Regions from separate parts of the Xenopus laevis genome. Here region 2 is linked to region 1. The links are chromatin contacts, called in public Hi-C maps. All regions are on one chromosome and are shown on one strand. Each heading gives the region's core, a stretch centred on a gene start, on an enhancer-like site or on the middle of the called end of the contact. The rest is flanking DNA. Distances are from core to core; before and after follow the strand shown.

The links. Hi-C and Micro-C count contacts between places; a contact is called where the count stands out from the background.
Region 2: a Hi-C map of the XL177 cell line shows a contact between it and region 1, with 2.5 times the contacts expected there. The contact joins the promoter of ddr2.S here to the enhancer-like site in region 1. A contact is called at or near these places in 2 of 4 Hi-C or Micro-C datasets (the XL177 cell line and the XTC cell line).

Annotation. Positions count from the first base shown.
Region 1 is chr4S:97,962,359-97,967,436 of Xenopus_laevis_v10.1, reverse strand. All of the region lies in intron 1 of olfml2b.S (olfactomedin-like protein 2B), which reads left to right. Among protein-coding and RNA genes, the nearest start is that of olfml2b.S, 10 kb to the left of the region's middle. Within about 2 kb of position 1,971, at least 1 of the 7 cell types and tissues checked has an H3K27ac peak or open chromatin away from gene starts, as enhancers often do.
Region 2 is chr4S:98,052,442-98,057,519 of Xenopus_laevis_v10.1, reverse strand. It overlaps ddr2.S (discoidin domain-containing receptor 2), which reads right to left and starts at 1,895. Exons shown (of 17, transcript XM_018261185.2): 1 at 1,374-1,895.

The DNA of each region.
Region 1 (5,078 bases), core at 722-3,221:
AAGAGGTCACAGGTGTGTTGGTATTGGGCATCAATGATTCAGAATACTGCCTTTATCGACCCTTATCCATACATTGAATCCCTTGTATTTGCCTCAAAATCCACCCAGCTCAGGGTTCTGGATATGTTCTGGATATTTTCCTGGTCACAGTGAAATGGTTCTTAAACTCAGGTGTTAGAAAACTCTAGTACAATGTTTGCTTTCTATGGGATTGATTGATCAGCATTCCAATTCAAATTTTCTCTGCCCTAAACTCATGAATTCAAATTATATTTTCAAAAACTCAAATGTATGGTATGTATAAAGCACAAAAAACAAGTTCAGATAGACATCAGTGGCCATTGTTGTAGGCAAACTCAATGTTTTCTTACATTTTTCAAAATTTTTGAAAGTTTGTAGACCTATTGAAAATGATAACTAGAATATGAATTTGATGTATTTAAGAAGTCACAGTTCATCAAAATACTCTTAGGGGCTTATTTATTAAGGCGAGATTTCTTTTCACGGCATCAAAACACCGAAAACACCAAAAAGTTGTGGTAAAAAAAAGACAATTTTTTCACAATTTATTATGCCCCCAATCTGTTCCAAGTTCGAATCCAGAAATTCTCTGTCTAAAACCTGCTGAATTTATGTTCAGAGTTTCTGGGGAGTTGACGCTGGTTTTTCAGGCGCCATACATTAAAAAGTCTATTTTTTTCACAAGACAATCACGGTTTTCCCTAATCTGATTTTTCGAGTTTTTTTATTGATAAACAAGGGCAAATTGTGGATTTTAGTTTGGTCGGACTTTTTTTATTTAAAAAAACAAGAAAAATTTTGATTTTGATAAATAATCCCCTTAAAGTGTTGCCCTTATCCATACATTGAGTCCCCCACATCTGACGCAAAATCTTCACTGCTCAAGGTTCTGGATACATTGTGAATTTGAGAACTCAAAGTACATTATTTGCATTCTATTTGTATGCCCCACCTCTGTCATAAGGTACCCCACTACAGTACCTTGTGTGCCCCACTGATGTATGTTTAGAGTGAGCATGGGGGAGGCATAGATGCCAGGGGCAAAAGGCGAGAGTTTGCATTTCGGCACTGAAATGAGCCATGTGTGCCTTTACCCAGGCCAACAGAATCATTCTGTGTGCAGACAACGTAAGAGGCAGATTGCATATGGCCTGATTCTTTTTGTAAACAATTAGTGCTTATAAAAGCCAAACCAGGAATCTAGGCTTTTCACAAATGATTGGGCACTTGAGTGGATTGATTTACTGGAGTTTGTAGGTGAGATTCTATATATAGGATCAGTATGGCAGCTTTAATGTATGTAACCAAACACAGATGTATGGCAACTCATCTCTATACACTCACCCAACCGCTTACTACACTCCTCTACTGACCTGCTACTCAACTCTTCTCTCAATACCTCCTCACATTCTCGCATTCAAGACTTTGCAAGGGCTGCACCCCTCTTCTGGAACTCTCTCCCACGGTCTGTCTGACTTTCTCCCAACCTTTCTGCTTTCAAGAAATCTCTTAAAACGCACTTCTTTCGAGAAGCCTACCCTCACTCTGCTTAACTACCAAATGCAACACAACATACAGTACCACATTTCTCACCCACTTAATTCGATCTTGCCCACTCCCACACCTTGTGTATTACTCCCTTCCCTTTAGAGTGTAAGCTCTTTCTGCACAGGGCCTTCCTCATCTTTTGTACCGGTATTGGTTGTGATGTATGTAACTCCATATGTTCTATGTATAGAATTCATGTGATTTAGTTGTATAATCACATTTACTGTACAGCGCTACAAAATATGTTGGCGCTATATAAATACATGTTAATAATAATAAATTAAGTATAAAGATTCACTTTCTCTGCTGAACTACACGCAGGATTGAACATATTCCCCAAACTGACCACATGGTGTCACTACTATACAGGAAAGTTATCCTGTGCCTCATATACAAATACTTTTCCAAATGCTTTGCACACAAAATGCTCTCAGATCTGTGTGACCTGACTGTAAATGTAAAGCGGCCCTTTTAGGTGTTAATCTGTTTTCTTTTAGCCCCGGCCTCCCTCTAGCTATTAGAGAAGTAGGAAAGGGTGTGGAAGGAGGGTTCTTCCTGTGTAAATATTTACTTAATATTTAATGATTCTTGATAAAATAAAATTGAACATTTGCACGTTAGCAAGTAAGTCTTAGGCAGGCCTGGACTGGGAGTCAAAATAGGACCTGCCATTCCAAGTACACAGCCCCCCACCAGCCCAAACAGCCCCGACCAGCCCACTATATGGTAACTTTCTATGGAAACATACAGCAGCCCCTCTGGCATTTGCCAGAACCCACAGATTGCCAGTCCGGGCTTGGTCTTAGGGAATTGGCATACAGGAGGGTTTCAGGTACTGCCTAGTATCCCAAAAAAGAGGGATTGAAGCTTCCAAAATCACCACCCATCCATCAAGGACAAACACGTGAAAAGCAGGGAGACAAAGGAAAATCTGTCCCTGGCCAGAGCTACAAATATGAAATCAGCTAATAGCAGCGCCTTAAAATCTGACCCACGTTGCGGCCCTCCTGACTGCACTCGATACGATAAACATTTTGCCCATCAGTCTTGCTGTACAATATTCTGTTTATTGGTTTGATTGGATTTTTTTTGTGATTTTATTGCATTCTGAATTGTTCTTGATGAATCCATTTTGGACACAAATATCTTTATTTCGGGGTCTGTACGTGCCACATAGCTTTGCAGTCCTACAACAAACGCAGCCCTGCTACTCACTATCAAACAAAAGAGGCCAGACATTTATATTTATGATAGTTTAGCATTGTACATAAAGACGTGGCAGATAAGATGCTCCCTCCGCTTTTCTCAATAGTTTCAGTTTTCACCTTACTTTGTGACCAAGTTCCAAATCAGACCTCACATACTGCTTTGTGGATAGGAACACATAATTCAAATGTCTAAAAACCTTGGGCTCTGGTGTCCGCATTGTTATGTCACAGGGTTGAAGAAGTAGAACTGTGGGATTACAGTGAGTGATAAACAGTACATTATTCTGCAACCATAATAACCTTAATTGTTAGTGGAAATGTGCTTGTTTTTAACTTCATCTACTATGTATAAAACAAGAACATAAAATAACATAACTGGGGGCCTTATATATTCTGGGTGACAGCATCTCTTTATTACACTAATCTATTGTGCTAAACAAGGGTTAACAATGTAATTAAACAGTTAATGATAGGAGTACCTGTATGTGTAAACACATCCCTAAGAAAAGATTACATTTTTCTACGTCAATGTCTAGGGAATCTTTCAGCAGACAGAGAAGCTGCCTTTCATCCCATTCCCCATGTTTTGTCTACTGTCATTAGTAAATGCAGGTCTGTCATTAGTGGGGCAAATTCCTCATAGTGTTTGCATTGCTTATACTATATGTCACAGCTGTTTGGAATACTGGAGTATTGTGCTTTAGATTGCTCAGCGTATAATCTATCTGCCAGGCTTTTATAGTTAGGAGCTATTCACACTGGGCCCCTGACATGATTGTTTTAACTCACTGTTTCTCCAGCTTCATAAACATACATTACAAAAATGAGAAATCTTCAACCCATTACCATTATATTTATTTTAGAGATATTTTTTAAATTTTTGACCCAAATCTCCATAATAAGAATTCTAGCGCAATCAAGCCCAAATTCCAAGTTGCGTCTGCTTATGCGTCAACATATGCAGTGTGTTCAGATTGGTGTTTGCATCTAATTCACATGATCAAAGTCTGGTGCACCTATTGATGCTACCTGCTGTGGGAACTCTGCAGTTGCCAACAGATTCGGGGTTGCTGTAGCTCCAGGGTTCCCCAGCAGTTGCACCCCATTCACCAGAAGAGACAGGATGGATGCATTGTCCTTGTGGAAGTGCAGGAGCATAAATGGATGTAAACACCTTAATGTATTGAGTCAATGTGCACTCTTCATTTTAGCAGTCCGATGTAAATTACTCCTAAAGGGATTTAATATCATTGTGTGCAGCAAAGTAACCAAGTGCAGCTGAAACATGGCACTTTTATTTTGACAAAACAATAATTTTATAAATAATTATATGAGAATAACATTTCCCCCATGTTCCCACAGGGAATTCTCATTATATGCTCTTATGAATCACCCTCTCATTATTAATAATAATAATAATAATAATAATAATAATATTACTATTATAACAATTGGTAGAGGAGCTTTCCTGTGCTGTCACTACCTGGTTAATGCATCTAGGGCTGAGAGGGAAAGCTGCAGGATATATCTGTGACTTATGGGCAGATTTTCAAGGGTCAAGTTTTTTTATGTCCAAAACTGTCAAATTAGACTTGGGAATTATTAAAATTCAATTTGTTTTTTTTTTAAAAATTCAAATTTGGTTTTTAGAAATTTATCATACACAGGCCCACACAACTCAAATTGGACTGTCCGCCACCTAAGACCTTGCAAATTGCTGTTTAAGTCAATGGGCGATGTCCTGGGATCAATTTGGAGTTGTTTGCAGCCTTCTGACATTCAAGTTTTTTTCAGAGAAAGAACTTGAATTCAATTTTTAAAACTGAAAATTGATTAGAATTCGATTCAAGTTTTTGGGTCGATCCTATTCACCCAAGTTTTGAAAATTTTATTTTTTTAATAAATTTCGATTGGTTGAATTTCGAGTTCATGGGAGTTCTGCCCCTTAGCCACTAAAAAGCACTGGAAATATCATTTTTAGATTGTATGTTCCAAGTCTTCAGTTGCTACAATATGTTGCCTATTCTGTAATATAAAGACTAAAGAAGAAGGATCATAGATATGTGCATGACATTGTAGGAATTTTGGGGGCCTATTTATTAACAATCGAACTACACTTTTTCCACGAATCTTGAAAAATTTGTGGTTTTCCTATATTTCTTAAAAGCTATAAAAAAATTCAAGTAAATTCAATAATATCTGTGGTTTTATAGATTGTGGGGGTATGTAATAAAAGGCACTAAGTTTGCCCAGGAGCAGTAACCCATAGCAACCAATCAGTAGATAGAATTTACTGGTCAT
Region 2 (5,078 bases), core at 646-3,145, 90 kb before region 1:
CAGCAGTAATTTTCAGGTGTCCTGGACACCACACATGTGCAGTAGAGTAAAGATGGGTCTTAAACTTTAAAGTTGCACTCTGCTGTACATACCAGCTCTCTGGACAGAGCAGAGGAAAGCTGACAGAGTGGTGCAGCAGGAAATGCACCCTGGGCTGGTTCAGTTTTCAGCAGACAGAAGCACCTGCATGGATTAGTGGTAATATTCACTGGGGGTGCCTTACGACCCCCCCCCCAGTGCATTTTATTTTCCTCTGAACATTAAATGAACCAATAGGATTATTTTGCCACCAACATAGATTTATGCATCTTAGATATTGTCAAGTACAAGCTACTATTTCATTATTATAGAGAAATAATTTTTAGAAAAATAATTATTTGCTTAAAACTGACTTTCAGGATATCCGTTCCCAGGTAGGAAATCCCATACCTGTAATAGCATTATATTAACATTCCCTTAAAGGCTACAAGATGGCTGCACTTTGGATATCAATAAACTGAATAGTAATGTCGGGTTCTAGAAACTGTCCATGGACGGCCTTCCATGCAAACATCTCCTCTACTTTATTACACACTGGATGCATCGGTTTATCACTGCTTACTAAATTGGATCACAAGCCATGAATGAGTTAAACTCAGTTATACACAAGCTGCGCAGAACAGATATATACACCAGCTTGTACACCAGGGAATGCACAACTACCTAAAAACAGAGACTAATTACAGAGTACATATAATAGTATCTCACTCTGTACCACTATGCAAAGCTCTGTGTGAATTAGTTGATCACAAACCTGGACGATAAACATAAAAGTGCCGAATGCACATCCCAATATAGAGGAACTGGATGTAATAGCTAGAGAAGCAGCAGAGCCTTGCACAGCAAACGTGACACTTTCATATAAAAATCAGGTACAGTTGCATGATCTTTGGGGTTAACTTTAACCTCCAATTCCTTATAAAATGATGCAACAATGAGACAGATTTCACGTTGGCGACAATTGTACATTATTTGTGATACCTGCTCACACTTGGCATTAGCATAGAACCCAGATCCACTATGAGTGCTGGTTTCTGAACACACTCACATTATAATTATATCATATCAGTAGACTGGAATTAGCTATGAGTGATGCCACTAGCCCTACTCTGTGTCTATACTGCTACTGATTTAATCACCACTTCTGCAAGAGGATCCAGCCACTCCATGCCAAGCAGAATGCTGCCAGCCTAACTCGTTGAATAGTTGGTTACAAATGCACTCCGTTCTATAGTCAATAACAACTGGGCAAAAGATAAGATGCCAATGGTGCATTAAATATACAGAAAGGATAAAAACAAATTATCGGAAATATAGAAAAATATACTTAATACCTTCTCCAGAACTTGACTTCTCTGTTTTAATCCACTAAGCACACCCAGTCTCTACTGTTAGGATCAGCAGGGAAAAGTCATCTTTTTTAACAGAATTCCCCGTCCATCCCTTCCTGTAAAAGAGATGTAAAGTGGCTACTCCAGGCTGTAGTTGTCAGCTCATATGTGAACAATCCACTTTTACTGCCAATGTTTCATTCCTGCGGCACAGTCATCTCTGAAAAGTCCTGTCTTCTTTATTATAAAGCACTTCCGTGTATTCCATTAAGCTGTGGGTCCCTGTGCCTGCTGGAGGTAACACATATTATCATCTGTTGGTGAAACTTTCTCTCAATTTTATCAGTTTTCTGCATAAGGAGAGAGGGGAAAAAGAAGAGGAGGAGCACTTTCCGAAGGAAACGTCTGCGGGGAGGGACTGTACTGTTCCTGATGTAAGCTGCCTTTGAGAAAAGTTTAGTTTCTGGCTAAAACAGACTGACTGCCAGAATTCCCAGCATGCAACCTGAGTAACATTTGGTTTCAATTAAGGGGGGGGAAGCAGCTCACAATCACACTGGCCTCTCTCAGGTTTTTTCCTCCTGACCCCAGAAATGTTTACTGTGAAAAAAGACATATATCAAAATTGCAAGGCCTGCAGTTTCTCTTTCTTTCGGGAAAATACAGGAAATTAAAGACAATTAATAAAGATTAAATGCCGAAAGATACTGGAAACAAGCAGGGCCGGATTAACATAGTCGGCGCCCCTAGGCCCACTGCCGTTTGTCGCCCCTGTTCCCTCCCCTTTATTCCTGCAAATTTTCATCATTGGGACCAGAGCAATAGGGATTGGTGCACAGGAAACTATTGTATCTCCTGCGCATCCCTAGTGTTTTTGAACCAATGTGCATGCGGTTGGGCAACATGCTGCCCCCTAAAATCCTGCCGTCCTAGGCCCGGGCCTTTCCCCAAATCCGGGCCTGGAAACAAGGTCAGTTAAACTTGAGAAGCAGAGAACCTAGCCTAGTTAGGGTGAGACAGGCTAAAAGGAGCCAAAAAGCATAAGGCCTTCTGTAAAAAGAAGGTATTTACTTGTCTCGTGTCATATACAGTACATAGCACTGCCTTAAATGCAAAAATTAGATTTTAACTCTCACATAAAGCATTATGGGTGGTGCCATGCAAATCACTCCTTTATGTCCCTTTCAACCACTGGTTTAATAGCACAGATATAGCCTAGAAACAGACTGTCTACAAGTTTGGATATTAGGCTGTATTTGTGCTATAAACCAGGAGTGATTTGCATGTCTCTGCCCTTAATGCCTCTAGTTTTTTGGTATTTATTTTGTATGTGGCACGAGGCAAGTAAATACCTTCTGTTTTCAGAAGAGTTGATGCTGCAAGCTAAGCTTGAGAAACCCTTGTGTTGAGAGAAAAAAAACCCAGTAGGTAGGAAATAATGGACGGAGGACGTAAAAGAGAAGACAAAAAGAAGTAAACAGAATAATTAAATGAAGATAGAAGACAATTATAGTGAGTGGATGAAGCATCCTCTCCAGCTGCTCTTGTGGGTTTGGGTAAAATTGCTATGCTTTTCAATGGTCAAAGTAAAGAATCAGGTACAAATTACTGATGTGGGTAACAGGGCTGATACTACAAATGCTGAGTTAGGTGGGTAAACTAGGATGCACAAATAAATTTTGTGTGAGTTGAGACATATAGGCATGACAATGGGAACTAAGAAGCGCTGTACATTTCTATACTTTAAAGGGGTTGTTCACCTTCCAAACACATTTTTCAGTTCAGTTGTTTTCAGATTGTTCACCATAAACAAAGGCTTTTTTCAATTGCCTTCCATTTCTTTTTTACCGTTTTCCCAAAATTTAAGTTTAATGTTCGTGTCTCTAGTGTTTCAGTCTGGCAGCTCAGTGATCCAGGAGCATCGGAACGGTTACAATTTGCTACAATTAGTTAATACAATTCTCAGCAGTATCTGTGGAATTCTGCTCAGCAGGGACAAAGATAACAAATGTATCAACTAAATGTATCAGTTTAGAACAGTTAAAGAGTCGGCGACCCCCCCCCCCTTCCAGAGCTGCTTTAGAAGGTGAAAAATTAAACTTTACACTCCAATGTTAGAAAAACTGTCACAAATAGAAATTAGAAAGTCATTGGAAAAAGTCTTTGGGGCAGATTCACTAAAGGGCGAAGTGAATAACGCTGGCGAAAAATCGCCAGCGTGACGTCATTTCAGCACTTCGCCAATTTACTAACGGTAGCTGGTGTAAATTCGCCAAGGAAATAGATTCTGGCGCAACTTCGCACTCTAACACCAGGCGAATTTACGGTCTGGCGAAAGAGCGTTACTACACAAATTCACTACGTTTTTGATTTTACTGACCCTTACCTCTATCGCCAGACTTGCCTTCGCCACCTCAGACCAGGCGAAGTGCAATAGAGTAGACAGGAGTTCCTCAAAAAAAGTTTAAAATTTTTCTAAGTCCCAAAAATCGCTGGCGTTCTTTCCTATTTAAAGGGTGATAGACTGAAAAAGATCGTAAATTTTTTTTTCAGGTATCATCCTTCCCCCCTACATTTGCTAACATATGGCACCTAAACTAAACTGTGGGCACATGTGTAGGGTATTATAACAACTTTTATATAATTTTATTAAGGTTCCCTGGCCTTGTGTAGTGTAATGTATTTGCTGCAGCATATACGGCCATTGTACTTTAACTGCACGCCGTATGCTAATTAGCCAACGCTAGCGTAACTTCGAAACTGCTGAGCGTAATTTCGTGTTCGGTATCCTGTGCGCAACTTCGGATCTTTGTGAATTAGCGTTGTCCAGGTGAATTTACGCCTGGCGAAGTGTTGCGATGTGCTCGAAGCAATCGTTGGCAAATTTTCGCCTGTTAGTGAATTTGCCCCATAATTTCTGCTGAACTACAAATACAAATAAACTGAAAAAAGTGTTTGAAGGTGAACAACTAATATTTGGGCACATGATTAGTGAAATGATCTGCCACTTGGTCTATACTGCTGCCTGTGTGCTGAAGGTGTTAGTAATAGACACGTACTGGCATGTAGTGATGCACCGCTCTCGCATACGTCTTTAGTTTACTGTACTGGCACGTTGGTAAGTCTATTGCACCTTCAGCCCTAAAGCAGTATGAGAGAGGGGCCCATCACTATGTACCTGGAACAGAAAAAGTCACCAAGACAAAAAAAGTCGCCATAAGAAAAAAAACCGCCTATTGACTTCAACGGTTTTGGACAAAAAAGACGCAGAGACAAAAAAGTCACCACAAGAACAATCATCTTTGACGTTAATGAATTTGGAGGGAGAAAAACATTTTGTTCATAAAAAAATTGCCGTCCATTGACATCAATGTATTTCACTAATTTTTCTCCATTTCCCAAATTTTTGGCAAACGAAACGGGACAGATTCGCTCATCGCTATCTGTGAGCAAGTGGTGCTTGGTACATTAGAGAACTGCATAGGAACAATTCCTAACTTTTATTTCAAAGTGGTTTCTCCATGCAGAATTCCCAGCAGCTGCCTACAAGAAAAGCTCTCCCAAACTATAGTGTATTTTTGTTTACATTCAAAATAAAGCTTTGTTTTAGTAATTCAAATTATGTTTATCTTTCCACTGTTGTTTGGGTTATTCTGCAAACTTTTCTCGTTCATTCACCAATTCATTCAATGTACTTGGGTTTTATCA